2 separate regions of the Sus scrofa genome follow, and region 2 is linked to region 1. A link is a contact called in public promoter capture Hi-C data. All regions are on one chromosome and are shown on one strand. The core of a region is the stretch at or near the end of the contact, and the rest is flanking DNA. Distances in the headings are between cores, read along the strand shown. Region 1 holds the start of ITPR3 (inositol 1,4,5-trisphosphate receptor type 3). Region 2 holds the start of IP6K3 (inositol hexakisphosphate kinase 3).

Evidence for each region. Promoter capture Hi-C pulls out the DNA fragments that hold promoters and counts their contacts.
Region 2: a contact with region 1 is called in a promoter capture Hi-C map of fetal liver, with 2.1 times the contacts expected there. The contact joins the promoter of IP6K3 here to the promoter of ITPR3 in region 1. A contact is called at or near these places in 1 of 5 promoter capture datasets (fetal liver), 1 of 47 Hi-C or Micro-C datasets (embryonic fibroblasts) and 1 of 2 datasets of contacts at active chromatin or transcription factors (alveolar macrophages).

What each region holds. Positions count from the first base shown.
Region 1 is chr7:29,833,168-29,838,353 of Sscrofa11.1, reverse strand. ITPR3 (inositol 1,4,5-trisphosphate receptor type 3) reads right to left here and starts at 2,432. Exons shown (of 58, transcript XM_013977794.2): 1 at 2,072-2,432. The coding sequence starts at 2,160.
Region 2 is chr7:29,959,562-29,964,747 of Sscrofa11.1, reverse strand. IP6K3 (inositol hexakisphosphate kinase 3) reads left to right here and starts at 3,228. Exons shown (of 6, transcript XM_021098605.1): 1 at 3,228-3,428.

The DNA.
Region 1 (5,186 bases), core at 1,183-3,682:
ATCACAGACACGGCTCGGATCCCACGTTGCTGTGGCTCTGGTGTTGGCCCGTGGCTGCAGCTCCGATTAGACCCCCAGCCTGGGAACCTCCATATGCTGCGGGAGCGTCCCAAGAAATGGCAATAAGACAAAAAAAAAAAAAAAAAAAAAGGTAAAGAGACAGAGAGCAAGAGCCTGGGGTAGGTTCCAGGAATTCCGGTAGTATATATAGTGCCCCCCAGCGCCCCCCCCACGGGTGTCCAGGTGTGGAGGGGGAGGTGGGAAAGAAAGAGCAAAGATTTCGGGGTGGGGGGTGTCAGGAAGGTTGGGAGCTGCTGGAGGTGTCTGCCCAGGGAAGGACACCAGGGGCAGAAGGCCTCTCAGAGGTCACTGGGCCCTGCCCCCGATCAAACTGGTCAGCGGAAGTGGCCTTCCCTCCTGGGGCAGGAAGGCCAAGGCGGGACAGAGCTGCTAGGAAGTAACAGAAGGGAATTCTTGGGGGGGGCAGCCTGTATGGGAGGCGGAATGTTTCCCTTGATTGGGTCAGACCTATCAGATGCTTAAAAAGCCCCCACTATGGGCTCAGGCCTGAGCCAAGCACTGGGCAACAGAGAAGCTGATTATTCCCCAAAGCCCCAGCACTGTTCAGACCCAAGGAGGGGGGCTTCCACCACCAGCCTCCATGCCCCCCACAGCCCTGTACTCTCTGCTCCTTCTCTGTGCCTCCCCTCATGCAACAGCCGGTTCCCTGGGGGATGGGGGGGGCACAGAACCTGGCCAGATGTGGCTCACCCCCTTCCTCTGGGAAAGCAGGCAGGCAGAAGTCAGCTCCCCGGGGCTGGGGAGGCCCCACCAGCACCAAGCGCCCGGAGGGTGCAGAGATAAGGGGAGCAAGCTAGGCTGGAATTGCCAGTGAGAAGCCCCTGTGGGCCCGGCCCATCCACCATCCATCTTAGTGGATTCCCTTCCTTACCCGCCTAAAGCTAAACTCCCAACAAGCCACCAAGGGAGGGAGCCAGGTGACCCCCCACCACCTCTGGGCTTGGGGAGCCACCCCAGGGCTGAGGGCGCCAAGGCCATCCCCCTCCTTGTACGAGGCTCCTTGTAGCTGGTTGCATCCCCAGTAGGAGCAGCAGAAGGGGATGGGTTTATCCTAAAAACTTGGCTGGGTGTGGTGGGGAAGATGAGACGATTCAATACAAGTCCCAGACTGAAAATGTGACAAAGGAGCAGGCGGTGCCCTGAGGCCTGGCTGAAGATGGGGAGAAACCACACAAGCTCCCATCCGCAGCCATTCACTCAACTGCTCCTCTTGAAGATAAACCATTCTCTCTAGTTGTTTCCCGGCCCTGTGCCTGCTTCAGGCCTGGCCCTCTCCTGGGACTTGAGCTGATTCTTTGCTTATCCAGACCCTGGGGGGTGGCGGCCAGAATTAATTAATGTTTGTAAAGTGCTCCAGAGATCCGGGGGACCAGGGACCCAGGGGCGCCAGATGAGCTGCGCAGGAAATTGACCGGGCGGGGGAGGTGGCAGCGTGGGGACCTGGGACGTCTGGAAGAGAAGGGCTGGGAAGATACCCCTGGCGCGCGGGGGGCGGCGGCGGGGGGCGGGGGCAGGACGGGGAAATCCTGGGAGGAAAAACTGCGTCCCCTCAAAGGTGCGACGGGTCTATAACTAGAGGGCTCCGGGGTGAGCCGCCCACCCCCGCAGCTCCGCCCCACCCCGGAGCTGGTCACGTCCAGGCCCGGATGCCTTTCCTCAGCTGAAGCCCCAGCCACCCACCTGCCCCCCGCACTGGGACCACCTGCAGAGGAAGTTTCGGCGTCCCCGCCCCTTCTGAAGAAAGGCGAGCGCGCGAGAGTGGCGGCTTCGCGGAGAGGGCGCCTCCCGCCAGCTCCGGCAGGGCGCCCGACTCCTACCTGGGCAAATATCTCACTTCCTTTCTCTAAAAGGAGGCGAGCCGTTCCCCAGCTCCTGGAGGTTGGGGACGCCCAGGTCCTCCGTCGGAGGGAGGCGGCAGGACGCACGCAACTGGCATGGGAGCCCACTCGCCCCCTCCCCGCCCGCACCCCCTTGAACTCGGCTCACTCACCCCAAAGTGCTGATGAAGCCATTGACGGAACCCTCGGCGTACAGGGAAACGATGTCCCCGATGTGGAGGAAACTGGACATCTCGCTCATGGCTGCGGCCCTCCGGGGAGCCGAGGCGGTAGGGGCGCCCAGGGGCGCGCGGCCAGGCTTGGGGCAGAGGGCCGAGAGGACCAAGGAGGCCGAGAGCGGCGCGCCCCCAACTCGGAGCCGGGCGCTCAGCGCGGCCGGGGCGGACTAGCAGCCCGCGGGGCGGAAGGCGGCGCGGCACGGCCCGGGAGCCGGTGCTGGTGTCCGGGGGAGGAGGTGCCCGCGTCTCGGCGCACCGCCGCCCGCCAGCCCGGCCGGCCGGCCCGCGCGTACCTGCGGCGTAAAAGAGCAGGAAGTCTGGGGCCGCCACACACACATGCAAATCTCGCCCGGGAGGCGGGGAAGCCACACCCCGCCCCCCGCACCCCGCCGCGGCCCGCCCGCCGGCACCCACGTGCGCCCGCCCGCCTCCAGCGCCCCTGGCGGGTCCCGGGCCGGGCCGCCCGCCCCGCGAGACTCCGAGGGTTCCCGGGACAGAGTCCCAGCTCTGGCGAGTGTCCGGCCGGACTCGCCAACCCGCCATCCCCGGGAGGCCCAGCTGTAGCGGGGGCTCTCCGCCCTCGAAGCTTCCACACTCTCCGCGTCGGCCCGCGGGTCGCTGAGAGTCGGCGCCGCCGCCCGGGGAAGGGGGACTCCACCACGAGCCGCGCGCGGGGGCTGTGTTCCGAAGCGCCCCGGCCGCGGTCGCCCTCCGGCCACTGCGCCGTCTCCGCGCCCAGCTGAGAGCCGTCTCGAGCGGAGAGGCGCGCTCATTACTTCGCAGCGCAAATTGGGATTCATTTTTCTCAACGTGAAAAGCCTTTTCATTGCACAATAGAAAGTGCTCGGGCTCGGAGGGGAAGTGAAGCAATGGGGTGGGTTTTGTTTTTTCTCTCCGCATTCCTGTGTACAAAGAGATCCAGCTTCCGAATCAGTTCAGCCGCTCCCTCTCCAGGAGTTGGCTCCGGAACTCTTGGCTCCTTCTGTCTTTCTTTCCTTTTTTTTTTTTTCCAAGGGGGGAGGTGGCAGGAGTGAAAGTACCTTCCTAGTTAATAGCACACACGAGCGCCAACCTTGCCAAGGCCGGTGCCGGCCCCCTGGGAGTGACCCGCTGCGGTGTCTCAGCCAAGCTCTTGCTCACCAAGTCCTGCCCTCCAGCGCACGGCCGGGCTCGCCCACTTTATGTTCTGTTCCCGGGTGTTTGCTTACCAGTCCTTTTAGTTTAGCATCTGGGATAGAGTGCCCACTGCCACCCCCATTCAATCCCTCCGACGCCCCCCACCCCCACCCTGACTTCATGGGAAGGGGGGCTGGTCCCTGGGAGAAAGGGAGTAGGGACTGAGGACTGAAGCAGGAAAAGAAAGACCCGAGAGGGGTGAGGCATAGAGCAGAGACAGCTGCTGACCCACGGGAGGGAGAGGAGCCCCTGGAGTGTGGTTCGTCCACAAAGACCCCCAGAATCCTCGAGGGAGAGGAGGCCACCTCTGAACTCCATTGCTGAGCTCAATGTTTTACAATCTTTGCACCAGGAGGCACCGTAGCAAATAAATTTTACATCGGGCCAGTCCCACCTTCTCTATATATAAGCCAAACAATAGTTTCACAAACAATACTTACCCTTATGACCCGTGATTGCACTCCGATATTTTTCTGTTCTATTTGTGTTATGTTTCGTTTTGTTTTGTTAATACTGATTGTGAACCACTAAATTGTTCTGTTAAATGTACCAAATGGGTTGCAAATTGCACTTGGAAAAACCTCGTCCAGGCCACTCTGCCAAAAAGAGCTGACCTCAGGGTCAGGCAGCAGGTTCAGGGCAACTGGGGCCAGAAGGCCAGTCCTCAACCCCCAGCCCCTGACTGCCAGCCTGGCTCTCTCTCCACTGCCTCACACTGCCCTTGAAGCCTCAGCTCTCCACCCCTGGAGCCCAACTGGGAAAAGCCAGCCACTTGAACAGCTTCACTTGCTCCCAGAGGTCAGGCCTCCATGGTGTTTCCTGCAGAGGGAAGGGAAACCTCTGCGTTCGTTCCATAAGCATTTATTAAGGACCCACTCTGTGCCAGGCCTCTGCTGGGCACCAGGCTCCAATCAAGCCACCAGCCTCAGCCCAACTGCCTTCTCCCCTTCCCCAGACAGAGATGATAAAGACAGTGGGCTGGAAACACCCTGTCAGTGTCTGTACTATAGCCTGGACATGTGCCATCCTTGGCACAGGCACATTCAGGGGTCCACAGCCTTCCTCCCCTGGGACTCAAGATGGTTCCATAACTCAGCCAAGGTCTTACAGCCAGGAGGTGGAGGAGGTCGGGCCCATCTCCAAAGCACATGCTGCTGGCTGTCCCTCGACCTTCAGATTAGAACATTCTGAGTGGAATTCCCATTGTGGCTCAGCCGGCTAAGAACCCAACAGTGTCCACGAGAATTCGGGTTCGATCCCTGGCCTTGCTCAGTGGGTTAAGGATCCACCGTTGCCCTGAGTTGTGGTGTAGGTCACAGACGTGGCTCAGATCTCACTTTGCTGTGGCTGTGACGTAAGGAGGCAGCTCCAGCTTGGATTCAACCACTAGCCTGGGAACTTCCATATACCACAGGGAGGTTAAAAAAGGGGAAAAAAAAAAAAAAAGGACAGCGTGTTCAGTCTCACTTCCCCACCTCTGTACCTAGGCTCGGGATCCCCCCCCACCCCCCTTTTTCTATTCCCAGGGGTAGAATAAAGTCTCCTTCTCTGATGTCCTGGAGCAGCAATCTTTAAAGTAGTATGAAAAATTTTAAGAAATAATGTTAGGGGAGTTCCTGTGGTGGTGCGGTGGAAACAAATCCAACTAGGAACCATGAAGTTGTGGGTTCGATCCCTGGCCTCGTTCAGTGGGTTAAGGATCTGGCGTTGCCGTGAGCTGTGGTGTAGGTCGCAGACAAGGCTCAGATCCCACATAGCTGTGGCTCTGGCACAGGCTGTCAGCTACAGCTCCCACTGGACCCTTAGGCTGGAAACCTCCATATGCCTCAGATGTGACCCCCCCCATAAGACAAAAATACAAAAAAAAGCAAAA
Region 2 (5,186 bases), core at 1,979-4,478, 130 kb before region 1:
CAGGAGTTCCCGCTGTGGCACAACAGGATCAGCAGCATCTCTGGAGCATTGGGACACAGGTTCAATCCCTGGCCCGGCACAGTGGGTTAAGGATCCAGCAGGTGTAAGTCACAGCCGAAGCTCAGATCTGATCCCTGGCCCTGGAACTCCATATGCCTCAGGGTGGCCAAAAAAGGAAAAAAAAAAAAGAAGAATCCAACAGCAGCGGCTCAGGTCACTGCAGAGGCTCAGGTTCAATCCCCGGCCCGGCACAGTGGGTTAAAAGATTCAATCCCTGGCCTGGGAACCTCCACATAAAAGCAAGCAAGCAAGCAAGCGGGCCAAGAAAACAGAGGCCATAGCAGCTGGCTGGGGGAGGGGGGAGGTGCAAAGACTGTACAGGGATCCTGCCCTGAGCCTCGGCCTCAAGCTATAAAATGGGACCCCTTCCAATACAGGGGAAGGGGGTGGCAGCGTCTGCCCCTTGACTTGGGGGCCCCCACGTGGCCAGGGTGGGGAAGAGCAGGAAGGGGAGGCCTGTAAGCCAGGCTGGGGTGCCACGGGAGGGGGCCTAGCTCAGGGAGGAGCGGGCGGAAGCTCTGGCTGGAACCTGGGCTGGTCAGCTGCGTCCAAGGCTGCCTCGATGTTTATTCTGTGGGAAAGGGGTGATGACACGTCCTGGAACACCAAGGGTTGTTGTCATCACTAGAGTCGGAAAACTGGGTCATGGGGGCAGTGGCGGGGCCGCGGGGGGCGGAGAGAGAGCCAAGGAAGGATGTCACAGTGACCAGGTCAAGGCCATGCCCGGGGCCACCGAAGGCTCCTGACCCCACACTCCCTCTGCTGTGAAAGCAAGATGGAGAGGCTGGGAGGGGAAGCAGAGACCCAGGACCTGTTCACGCAATCATCCACTCACGCATTCATTCATCAAACAGGTACTGGGAGGCTTGCGCTGTGCTATGTGCTGGGGACAGAATGTTAAGGAAAACGAGCCAAGTCACTGTCCTCAAGGAAGGGAAACACGCAGGAGCAAACCATCACAAGGAAAATCGCAACCATTTCTGGGAGAAGTGTTTCTAAAGAAAGGCACTGGGGCGGACTCTGTCAGGGAGGTCAGGGTGGGCTTCCTGGCAGAGGTGACGCTTGAGCCGGCATCGAAAGGGCGTTATCAGTCTGGGGAGAAAGGACTGCAGGAGTGTGAGGGGAGGTGAGGACAGCACCCGGAGCTACTGATGTCATCCTCGTGCGGGAGGCAGCCGGTGGTGGCCATGGAGATGGAGGAAAGGGGACCAGTTTGCCGTGAAATCCACAGCACGTGCAGGTGGAAGGCAGCAGTGTGGGGGTGGGGTGGGTCCTCAAATATCAGTCGAGGCTGTGGTGGGGCAGATGATGGGAGAGCAGGCCAGGGAGGGACCAGCCCAGCCCTCCGCCTTGGGGGAGGGTCTCAGATCTTTGGAGTGTGCTTATGTGGCCCTGGCATTTCCTGCCTCTAAACAGTGGCCTCTAAGAGCCGGTCTGGAATGTTTGGTGCACAGAGCCCGACCGCTGATCAGGGCGGATTTCCCGGAGGAGAGACAGGAGCCAGGTCCAGAGGGCGGTCGGGAGTGGTCGTGGGGCAGAGGTGGGTCCCTGCCGTGGCTGCGGAAAGAGGCATAGCCGCAGGCATCCGAAGCCAAGCTTCAGGAAAATGACAACGGAGAGAACTTGGCCACAGTCAGAAAACAGAAATAGAGCAGCCTCTCCGGTTGCGTAATGGAAAGCCGCAGATCACCGGTGCTTTGTTTACTGCTGTGGGTCTTAGATGACACACCAGGGGCTGGGAAATGTTGTTGGGTAAATGAGTGAAGAGGAAGTCAGTATGGGAGTCCCCTGGTGATTCAGCAGCTTAAGGATCCAATGTTGTCGCTACTATAGCTCAGGTCAGTGCCGTGGCGTGGGTTTGACCCCTGGCCCAGGAATATGCACATGCCAAGGGTACACCCCCCCAAAAAAAAAGTCAGTATGGAATCCAGCTCTTTATAGCAAAATACACGCAGAAAGCAAGTATGGGAATGATCCCAGGGTCTGCCAGGCCCGGCCCTCTGGGCAGGAGGTCCCGTCCCCTTGGTGCCCCAAGGGACCCCCACTCGGCCTGTGGTGGCTCCAAGGTTCCCAGAACAGGGATGTGAGTCCAGGCTGGAGGGAGAGGGGAGTGGGGGAGTGGCGGGGGGAAGGGAGTCACAGCCCCTTTGCCAAGGCCCCGTAACTGGAGCCCAGCATATGGGACGGTGAGGGACTGGCAGGCCAAGGCTCGCCCGGCAGACTGACCATTGCTTTCCCATGTGAAATGTGATCCGCGGGCCCCGGCCCCTCCCTCTGCCTTAGCCCAGGCCTCATTCCCCAGGAATCCCGGTCATGCCCGCGGGGCTCACCCTGTCCAGTGGGGAGGACTCTGGGGAGGACTCACGGTGGCATTGGAAAGGAGGTCGGTGTCCAGGAAGAGGCACCGGATGGGTGGGCCGTAGCCCCCAGAGCCCCAAAGTGGGTGCAGAGAGCACTGAGTGGACAGTGGCCAGGGGATGGCCAGGATGAGGGCCGGGAGCCCGGGGTTCTCGTCCTGCCCCATGTCCCAGGTCCCCTGTGTCACCACCGGGCTCACCTGCTTGGTTGAGTGAGTCGTGAGAGGCAGACAGCCCGCAGTGAGGGCTCCACGGGGGCGTGGAGATGGGGGGAGGGCAGTGGTTCTCCGGGTGCTGTAGGACAGGTCCGGGCCCTGTTAGACCAGGGGGTGGGGGTTCGAGCCCCTGAGAGAGCAAGAACATGGGGGATGGGGCCCAGAGTCAGAGGCTGGACTGTAACCCCACAAACACAACAGGCCCTGTTCTGGCAGATTCCTGGTCAGCCCAGCAGAGGATGAAGCACACACAAGGGCCTGCAAAAACTTGATTGTCCTCAAGTTGATTGTTGATTGACTATCTTGCAATGACACTTCTCTCTAGCAGCCACTGCCTGGGGCAAACCGGCAGCGAGGGTGGGGGCAGGGAGACCAGGGGGATTGTGTCCCCTGCCCTCAGGCTCTCCTGAGGAAGGGGGGGTGCAACTGGCCCTCGGGGCCTGACGTCCATCCAGACACCCATCCATCCAGAACGGCTCCCTCCTCTCCCTCCCCACCCCCTCCTGGGAGCTCTGGCCCTGCCCCCAGAGCAGCCCAGCACCTGCTGACAACTGGCCGGCCAGCCAGCTGAGGGTCAGCTGACCTCCCCCCCCCAGGCCTCCGTAGCCCAGCCCTCTGGACAAACCTGAGTCCGGGCAGCCCCTCTACCAGTGCCACGGTGGACGGCAACCCTCCACGCTGGCCTCTGGGAAGAACCTTGCCCAAAACCACAGAGCGAGCACTGAAAACAATCACTTTCCAGGGAACCCCTCTCTTCTACGGCCACTCCCCACGTCCCACCAGGAGTGAGGCTCTGGTGAGTGCTGCCTCGGGGAAGGGTTGAGGGGGGGCTTTGATGGGGGGTGGAGGCCTTATGGTCCCAGGGCCTGTTCGTAGCACCGGGGACCCAGGGGATGGGCCTCTTCTCCATCCAGGGCCCGCCACTGGCGTGCTGCTCTGTGGAGGTGTGTCTGCGTCGGGAGAGGGGTTGGTGCGTTCAGCAGCGTCGGAATTGTGTCCTTTGCTCCTGTTCCCCTTCCACTGGAGTCACTCCCACTGTCCCCTTCCTAGACGTCCCGCAGTCTCTGTGTGGGATGGGAGGGCTGGGGTGAGCCGGAGGTCCTGGGGGCAGGACCCCATCCTCTCCGGGTTTAACCCTTCACAGGGGCAGCTGGCCCAGGAGCAATGGGCAGTACCCCAGGCCCCTGGAACAGCATGTCCTGTCTCAGCACCCCCCCACACCGTGGGGCCCCAGTACTGAGGTGACGTCAGCACCTACAGGCAGCGCAGTGGCCTGGGCTTGGGCGCCCCCTAGGGGTGGGGCGGAAGTGATATGTCACCACCCCAGGCAGTGGCAGAATCTTTAGGGGCCTCCCCTCACCCGCCCACCGGTGAACCTGACACCTGAACTTGAGCCCACCAGGTCCTCAGGCTCTCTGGGGGCCTTAAGAACATCCACAGGGGCCCCTCCCCCGAGATTCAGGTTCAGGTTTCTAGAGTGTTTAAAAGCTACCAGGTATTTTTTTAGCCTTTATTACTAAGAAGACTTTTAAGCTTACAGAAAAAATAGAGGGAATGACAGAATGAACATTCGTTTATCCTGCATCTGGGTTTACACCGTTGATGGAGTTTTGCCGTGTGTGCTCCACTGGGTGCCCTGCGGCTAAGGCATTTCGAAGGCATTTATGGACATCACTGCATTCCCCTCGAAACACCTCAGTTCAGATTCTTATGTGACCCGCATGCCTTATCCTGCTGACGAAGTTAGCAGCCCCCTAAGAATGTCCACTTCCTATAATCGTTGCTCCCCAATGGCCCCTAAATGGGTTTCGATGTTTCGTTTAGAGCAGGATCCAAACGAGGAGTCACTCCATTTAACTCCTGAGTCTCTTTCCATCTGCAAACGTCTCTGCCAACTCCCACCCTCCCACCTGGGTTCCCACCACAGTGACTTGCTGAACTGAAAGGACAGGGGAACACGGCCAGGTCAGCAGCTCCCAGTCCAGGGCAGTTACTGAGGCTGGGAGGGGAGGGGCAGGGAGCTGGGCCAGGCTAGGCCTCCCAGCCCCTGCGCCCCTGCTCCCCCAAAGCCAATCCCTCTTCTGCAGATGGCCGTGGCCAGGGTCTCCCAGAGCTCTGCCCACCACGGCCCACAGCCTTCTCCCGCTCTGAGCAGAACAAAACTCTCCCCGGGGCTGCCACACCCGTCAACTTTATGGGCATCGGGCCTCACCAGTTCAGGAGCTGGTGGGGTCGGGGGCCCAGCTGGATCAGAGGGGTGGATCTGCGGGGCTCTGGGAGGACCCATGGAGGCTGAAGGCCACTCCCACACCCGCTCAGACTCTCTCCAGCGCCCACGGCCCACCTCCTTGGCAAGCCCTGGGTTTGGGGTCCCTTCCCTGTGAGTCTCCTCAGAATGCACCTCACCCATGTCAGGAAGCTCCCCCCACCCTACAACCTGCAGAGAAAGCAGGGCGGGGGTGGGGGAGGGGGGGACATCCACCTTGATGGGAACTTCTGAGACCTTTGGAAGCAGCCGACCGGGAAGGGCGGGGACACTTCTGGGCTGACTGAG